2 separate regions of the Mus musculus genome follow, and region 2 is linked to region 1. The links are chromatin contacts, called in public Hi-C maps. All regions are on one chromosome and are shown on one strand. The core of a region is the stretch at or near the end of the contact, and the rest is flanking DNA. Distances in the headings are between cores, read along the strand shown.

Region 1 (3,736 bases), core at 516-3,015:
TTTCTAGGTTTGGAAAGAGGCCCTTTCTTTTTTCTTTATTGAGTTTTTGAGACAGTGTTTCTCTGTAGTCCTGGCTGTCCCGGAGCTCACTCTACAGATCAGGCCATCCTTGAACTCAAAGAGATCTGCCTGTCTCTGCCTCCTGAGTGCTGAGATTAAGGAAGTACACTACCAGTGCCCACTAAGAAGTCCTTTCTCAAAGGAATAAGGAAGGAGGAGAGCCTATGCTGTCATTTGGCTTTTGCACCATCCATACACTTATGTGCATGTACATACACACACACACACACACACACACACACACACACACACACACACACACACACACACACACACACAGCATCAGAAAAGAGAAGCCTTGTCTTTAGTAGGTTTGCTAAGCTAAGAAGATACATGTCTGAAGTCACTGTAACTCTGACTCTTCAAGTAGAAAACATGGTCAGGAAGAGGGCAGAAGCAAGGAAGGCAGCACCGAGACACTGACAGGGGGCATGTCTTGCGCACAGTTGGACTTTAGAGGAGGCCATGTTTGAACCTTTATGTTGGGTTTTCTGTCACTGAGTGGAAGAGCTCTAGCTTAGGCTCAGATAATAACAGTGGGGCAGCCAAGTCGGTGCGCCTCTGGAGCTGCTGAGCACCGACCCCTTTCCATACCGAGGAGCAACAAGCACGGGCTTCTTACTTAGTCTGTTTGTTGACCACAATAACTGAGCAATCCACAGGCCTCTCAGCATCAAAGCGTCGCTGGATCTCCTCAAAATACCGACGATAAAGCTCCTCTCTACGTCGTTCCTCACGTTTCAAACGCTCTGCAAGACACCAGCAGGGGAAACATAAGGGCTGTCCTTCTATAATGCAGTCAGACATTCTGAGTTAATCCCCAGGTCTCTCATTCGTAACCATATTTTACTTTTTTCTACTATCTTAAATCCATCAAGATAAAACCTTGGGTGACAGGCCACAGCCACTGTAATGCTTTATATAATTCTACTACTAAACTGACCAAGAAAAGAAGTTAGTTATGTTTTAAAAAGGTGGATCACCCAGTGTGGTGACTCATGTCTGTACAATTCCAGCACTTGGAAGACTGAGGCCAGAGGACTGCAGAGTTCAAGGTCTGCCTAGCTTAACACAGTGACCTCCAATCAGCAAGGTCTACTCCTGTTTAAAAAAAAAAGAAAAAGTTGGACAAGATGCCAGGGAGGTGGAGCCAGGCCGGGATTATAGCAACTTTCCCAAAATCAGCAGCTGTCTATCTCTCCGACACTGGACTCTGTCATTCTTCCCAGTTCTCTAATGTTTCTAATGTAAATTTGTCTGGATTTTCTTTGAAGCAAACAAACAAACAAACAAATCAAATTTCCCAATTCCCAGTATTAGTTAAATGGGCAAGAGTAGATGAGTTTCCCCCCATCTCTAATTGGCCAGTACAAAACAGTTTGACACTCTTTGCAGATAGTCTTACCTTTAGCTACCTAAAGAAGCTACCTAGAAGCTGTTAGGTAAGAATGACAAAGACACATGAAACCCCACCCCGTAAGTGTGGTCAGTTACCTGCAAAACAGTGACAAGGCAAGGAAGTCCCAGCCCCTTCACCTGCAACCTTCTCCTCATTTGTCAACATTACAATTTCTCATTTCCTGTAGGATGATTAAACTACAAGATAATGCTAATTTGCATTTAAAAATCAACATTAACATCTGTGGACTGCCTGGCTGAATCACTGAGCCCTTTGTGTAGAGGTGCTGGTGTCCACAAATCTTTGGTGACTTCCCCCTCCAGTAATGGGAACACACTGATGCGGCTTCACCTTTTGCTCGAGATTGACTCTCTGGGCCAGGAGGGCCCCGTCCATCAAAGCTATCTCTGTACCGGTCAAAGTACGAGTCATCCTTCCTCCGGCAATAGTCATCCACCCTCAGATAACGGTCATATGAGCCTTCTCTCCTGAAAAGTCAAGGACAATTTCTCATGTTACAACTCGGCCCTATGTGGCAAAAATCAGATGGAGAGAATGCTTCAAAACTCAAGTCCGCCAGGGCAGTCATAAGAACTACCATGCAGGGTTATATGCAGGACGTGTTCACAGTCTCTGGGGCTGTGACTGATTAACTTACCTCACAAAACGACGAGGACTTGAGATGAAGAGAGATGGGATACAGACAGCACTTGGGCAAATGAAAAACAGTTGTTGGACGAACCATTTTATACCTTCTCCATCTCTCTTCCCTGCGCTTTTAAAAAACTGCTGTAGAGTATGTATCAATAACTTGTCATTATAGTCTTTTTTTAGGCAGGGTCTCCTGTGGCCTTGAGCTTGCTCTATAGCTAAGGCTGCCTTTGAACTCCTGTTCTCGTGCCTCATTTCTCTGTGCTGCGATCACAGGTGTGTATCACCAGTACTTTAAACCATCTAAGTGCACCCTCACCTGCACTGTAACCCCAGTGCCATGTAGCTGTCACCACTACCCATTTCCAATTGTTAGATAACCTCAAACAGAAGTCTACATAATTTGCCTGCTTTCCCCAGCCCCTGACAATATGTATTTCTTAACTTTATGGATTTGTCTATTCCAAAGATGTCAAATAAGTGGAATTACATGGTAGCTGTTGTGCTTTTTTTTGGTGTGTGTGGCTTATTTTATATGTTTTCCGTGTTCACCTCTGTCTTAACATCTATCAACATTTCATAAACATGACTGAACAACCTTCCTATCATTTGCTGATGGGTATCTGGGTTCCGTTGCCTTGTGGTTTATATGGCTAGTGCTGCTATGCACACTCACACATGACTATATGAATCCTCCTCAACTCTTTAACACTGTGTATGTGGTGTTTGTACTGAGTGTATAGAGACCAAAGGTTGGAGTCCTGTGCCTTCCTTGACCACTTTTTAAAAAAATATTTATTTATTTTATGTATATAAGTACACTGTCACTGTCTTCAGACACACCAGAAGAGGGCATCAGATCTCATTACAGATGGTTGTGAGTTACCATGTGGTTGCTGGGATTTGAACTCAGGACCTCTGGAAGAGTTGTCAGTGCTCTTAACCACCGAGCCATCTCTCCAGTCCCTTTGATCTCTCTTAATGTTATTCTTTGAGAAAGTAAGAGAGTCCCTCATTGAACCTGGAGTTCATCTGTTTGTCAAAGATGGTTGGCCAAGAACTCCAGGGATCCACTTGTCTTCTACCGCCTTAGTGCTGAGGCTACAGAGGCATGCACCATGCTTGGTTTGTCTGTGGGTACTGGGGATTAGCACTTTGGTCCTCCTGTTTGTGCAGTAGATACCTGACTGGCCAAGCAGTCTTCTTAGAAGCCCTACATTTTTGAAGTTTTGAGGAACTCCTGAACCATTTTTCACAGTGGTTTAAACTAGACTTCTTGCCTCATCTCCCTGTGCTAGGATTACAGGTATGTACTACCACACCTGGACATGAACCGTCTACCCATCCAAGTATAAGAAACTGTACTTATCTTGCTAATAAATATTTTCTGTGTCTTTCCTGAAAGTCACCAGGTGTGAAATGGGTTCTCAAGTGGCTTTCATTGGCATCTGCCTGATGACTTATGGTATGGACCATCTCTCATGCATTTCCTGACTACCCGTACATCTTTGTGTTCTTGCATGGCCAACCTAATTTATGCTCCATTTGTGCTTTCATTTGTACAGCAGCGTCTTTCACAACACAGTTAGATCCAGATGCTTATTGGATTTTCTGTGTAGCCCTGGT
Region 2 (3,736 bases), core at 685-3,184, 460 kb after region 1:
GTGCTGCCACACCTGATGTGGGTTTCTGAGACACGGACCACAGGCACTGGACCCTCACCTTGCAGGTGGCAGAGGCCAGCCTTTACCAGGCACCCGTGGGGCACTAGGCATTTTCGTTTTTCTGGCAAGTGGCTTTCACTGAGCCACTCTGATGGGAAGGAAGGTGAGGTCGGGGAGGAAAACAGCCAAGAGGCAGAGTGGCCACGTGTGTCTCCTCCCAAGACCCTGGTGCATCTGCGCGGGAGGCAGCAGCTTGGCACTGGTATGAGGACTGTGTCTTCAGGGTCTGGGGGTATCAGAACCCTCAGCTCATCAGTGTAGAGGGCACCATCCTGTGGGTCTGAGTCAGGACACTCGATCTAGCTCCCTGCCGGGCCACCGGGAACCATGCGGGCCTGTTTACACACCTGGCAGAAGTGGAAAGCTGGCCAGGCCTCAGAGGACTACGGCTGAGGCCCAGAGCTAGGGGTGCCCGTAAGGGACGGGCAGCCGGCCACCTAGCCAGGAGGACTCCTAGGATGATCTGGGGTTCCCTGTGGGGAGACCAGGATGACTTCCCTCTGTCTCCTGACCTCAGTCTCCCGGCTTGAGAAGCATAAGCTGCTGTCCTCTGCTCAAAGGCGCCACAGTCCAGACGTGGGCAGGGGCTTTAGGAGGCATGCACACTCTGAAACCAGGACCTCTGTTTAAACCCAAGCTGACTACTCTCTGTTGCCAAGTATCCTTCATGTGTCAGGCTATGTTCTAGACCTCAGAGACACAGAGGGAACTGTATGTAGCAAATAAAGTTTTGCCCTGGCACTCACCACAGCCCAGAATAAGATGTAGATATGAAACAGGGCAAGACTGTACACAGTGCTGTGCAGACAATAAGCAGGTGGTATAGCTTTAGAGAAGTTCTGTGGGGGTGAGTGGGGCAAGATTTTTAAAGTGGTCATCCAGGAGGACTCCTTGGAGGCAGTGCCCTTGTGCTCAAGACTTCGATAACCATAGCCTTCCAGCTGCAGCTGATTAGGGTAAGAGAATTCCAGAGGCAGAGTGGGTGCAAAAGTCCTGAGGTAAACATGGCAGGGCAGGTGTGAAGAAGTAGGAGGCTTATGAGTGGCTGGAAGAGAGTAAGAAAAGAAGTGAGGGCAGGAGAGAGTTCTGATCGTGTTTCCTAGTTTCTGCCTCTGGTGGTCTGACAGCCAGAAGGGCTGCGCCATAAAAGGTGCGTCGATTCCTAAAGATGAGAAGCCTGCACCATTTCTTGCCTGTTAGTCTGCTTAGAGGGTCTGCTCCAAGCTGCTGTTCACCTCCTCAAATCACAGAGGGCCAGACAGCATCTGGGGACAGCCCTGTGTCCCAGAGCTCACTGAGCTCCTACCAGCGGTCGGCCTTGACCAGTTGCCCTGCCTCAGCTTTCATTCCCAGCAGCCCTTCCTCCCTGCCTCTGCCTCCCGAGGGCCCTGGGCTTCCTGGGTACTCTTGGCGGAATGGTGGCCTGCTCATGTTTCTAAGGCAGCTGTGTGTGTGAAGAGCTTCTTCCTTCATGACAGTTACCCTGTGGCTAGGAACTCCCTGACCAATCCCAGCACCACGAGGAAAGGTGGCAGGCAGGTGACAGTGCTGGGCCGGACCCGAAAGTGACTTGAGACCTCTGCTAATGTCCAAGTTGGTCTACTACCTTAGACCTTGGAGGCCGCCTTGCTTGATGTCAAAGGACCGCTTCCATTGAATATAATGTGCCACGCACATAGTAGGCTCTCAGCCAGACTCAGAGTAGGTGCTCAGCCAGTGCGGCTTCTTCATGTTCCTGCCCTCTGGGGTCAGGGTTCCCTGAAGCTTAGGGTGGGGTAAAGGGAGGCCCACTTTTCCTGCCTCTTCCAACACAGCCAGCAGTGTCCTGCCCTCCTCCCCGTCCCCACTCCATCCAGGCCAGGATCCATGGGGCAGATGCCTTCTGGCTTGCCAGCCTGACCCTAGGTAAAAGCTTGTCTGTCCCTGTCACCCAAGCACCATGGTAAACAAGGCAAAAGGCCTGAGGACAAGCAAGACTTTGGCCTCAGCCCGGGAAGCATCCTATGACTGTCATCCATCCACCAGCACTCACAGAACCAGAGCCCCTCAGAGCTGATCTGCATGGGGCGGGCGGAGAGGACCACGGGAGCGCCTCACCAGGGTCACGGGAGGATTTGTGAGAAGTGCACGGCTAGAGCTTGGCTGGCGACCAGCATTCCTTTGTTCTCTTATGCAACTTGGATTTGCTGTCTACTACAGGTCAGGCCCTATGCTGGCTGAAGACAGGGAGGTAGGGACAGAGAACCCTGCCCTCCTGGAGCTGACCTCCCTCGGGGGCCGGGGGGTGGGGGGGGGGGCGGCGATGTAGATGGCATGCTGACAGATACATCGCTTAATATGTGACAGATTGCCGGCTGGTGATAAAGGTTGTCAGGGAAAGGAGCAGAGAAGACAGTAGAGTGTGAGGATTTTCCCTTTTAGAGAGGACCTGAAGGTGGTGGCGGGGAAGCCTTGGAGGAGGTGGTGTGAACCACATAGGTAAACTGAGGGAGCCAGCCTTGCAGACTGCTCAGACAACAGTGGTCCAGGCAGAGGGAAACGCATATACATAGGCCCTGGAGTGAGCGCCAGTTCTGAGGCCCGGCCTCCCCTTGGTCTCTGCCATCACACGTGTGAGCTGCTCTCTGTCCATTCAATCATTACAGACCTGGATTTTCACAGACGGACCCCCACACAAAGGCTCCCCTGTAAGACAGTGTTTTTAAGTTTTCTAGAGGGGAGTGTGGGAGGACAGGACAGGCTTGTGGTCTTTGAAGAAGTAAACAAGAGGAATGTGACCAAGTAGTTGGCAGAGCTGTTCCTAACTTTCTAGGATTCAATGGTGTGTGTGTCTGTGTGTGTGTGTGTCTGTGTGTGTGTGTGTGTGTGTGTTTTCATATATAATGTGTCTGCTTACCTAGAGACTAGCATCGGCCTCCTCGAGACTGAGTGTCTCAGTGGCCCGGAGTTCACTAATTAGGCTGGCCTGGCCGACCAGTGAGTCCCAGGGATGCCTCTGGCTCTGCCTCCCACAGTGAGGGATCACAGATGCACACGACATTTTCTCACATGTTCTCAGGATTGAACTCAGGTCCCCACACTTCCAAGGTGAGAGTTTTATGATCTGAGCTGTCAGTCCCTCCCATGTGCCCCCTTCCTCCTCCCCTCGCCACCCCTATCCCTTTCTGGACTTCAGTGAAAAGCCAGCTAAGTGAAGACATTCAGCAAGGTCTGGTCATGGAAAGTGTCAACCACAGGGCTGGAAGTCAATTGTTTTTCCAGAAATCTCCACCAGGGCTTTACACCACCTGGTTATCTTGTCTTCCAATGCTCAGGGCCGAGAGAGAGCATGGACAGGCTCTGGGTTGGTGATCAGAAGCTATGTGACGTCGGGAACATGACTCAACTTCTGTCGCCATCTCCTCATCTGATGAGGATGGCCACTGTATTTCCTTCTTAAGACCACTATGGGAGCGAAAGGAACTGAGGTGTGATATCCAAGCTCAGGTGGGGAGGGGCCAAGGTGCTAGCTGTTGTTATGGCAACGAATGTCCAAGTCCTGTATTGCCCTGAGCTGTGTCTGAATTCACAGCCCACTGAGATAGGGATCCCTTGCCTACCAAGAAGGAAAGGAGACTCAGACATTCTGCCTTCAAGCCCAGAGCCATCTCCTCTATTCCTTCATCTTAGGGCCCCT

What was found. Hi-C and Micro-C count contacts between places; a contact is called where the count stands out from the background.
Region 2: a contact with region 1 is called in a Hi-C map of liver, with 2.5 times the contacts expected there. The contact joins two enhancer-like sites. A contact is called at or near these places in 3 of 39 promoter capture datasets (the 3T3-L1 cell line, the HPC-7 cell line and cranial neural crest), 1 of 484 Hi-C or Micro-C datasets (liver) and 1 of 9 other capture datasets (embryonic stem cells).

The regions. Positions count from the first base shown.
Region 1 is chr2:165,008,641-165,012,376 of GRCm38.p6, forward strand. Ncoa5 (nuclear receptor coactivator 5) reads right to left here. Exons shown (of 8, transcript NM_144892.1): 4 at 1,811-1,947; 5 at 683-809. Among named protein-coding and RNA genes, the nearest start is that of Ncoa5, 24 kb to the right of the region's middle. Within about 2 kb of position 1,766, at least 15 of the 459 cell types and tissues checked have an H3K27ac peak or open chromatin away from gene starts, as enhancers often do. A contact at or near this core is called in liver, where this site is marked.
Region 2 is chr2:165,466,062-165,469,797 of GRCm38.p6, forward strand. All of the region lies in intron 1 of Slc13a3 (solute carrier family 13 (sodium-dependent dicarboxylate transporter), member 3), which reads right to left. Among named protein-coding and RNA genes, the nearest start is that of Slc13a3, 5.3 kb to the right of the region's middle. Within about 2 kb of position 1,935, at least 13 of the 459 cell types and tissues checked have an H3K27ac peak or open chromatin away from gene starts, as enhancers often do. A contact at or near this core is called in liver, where this site is marked.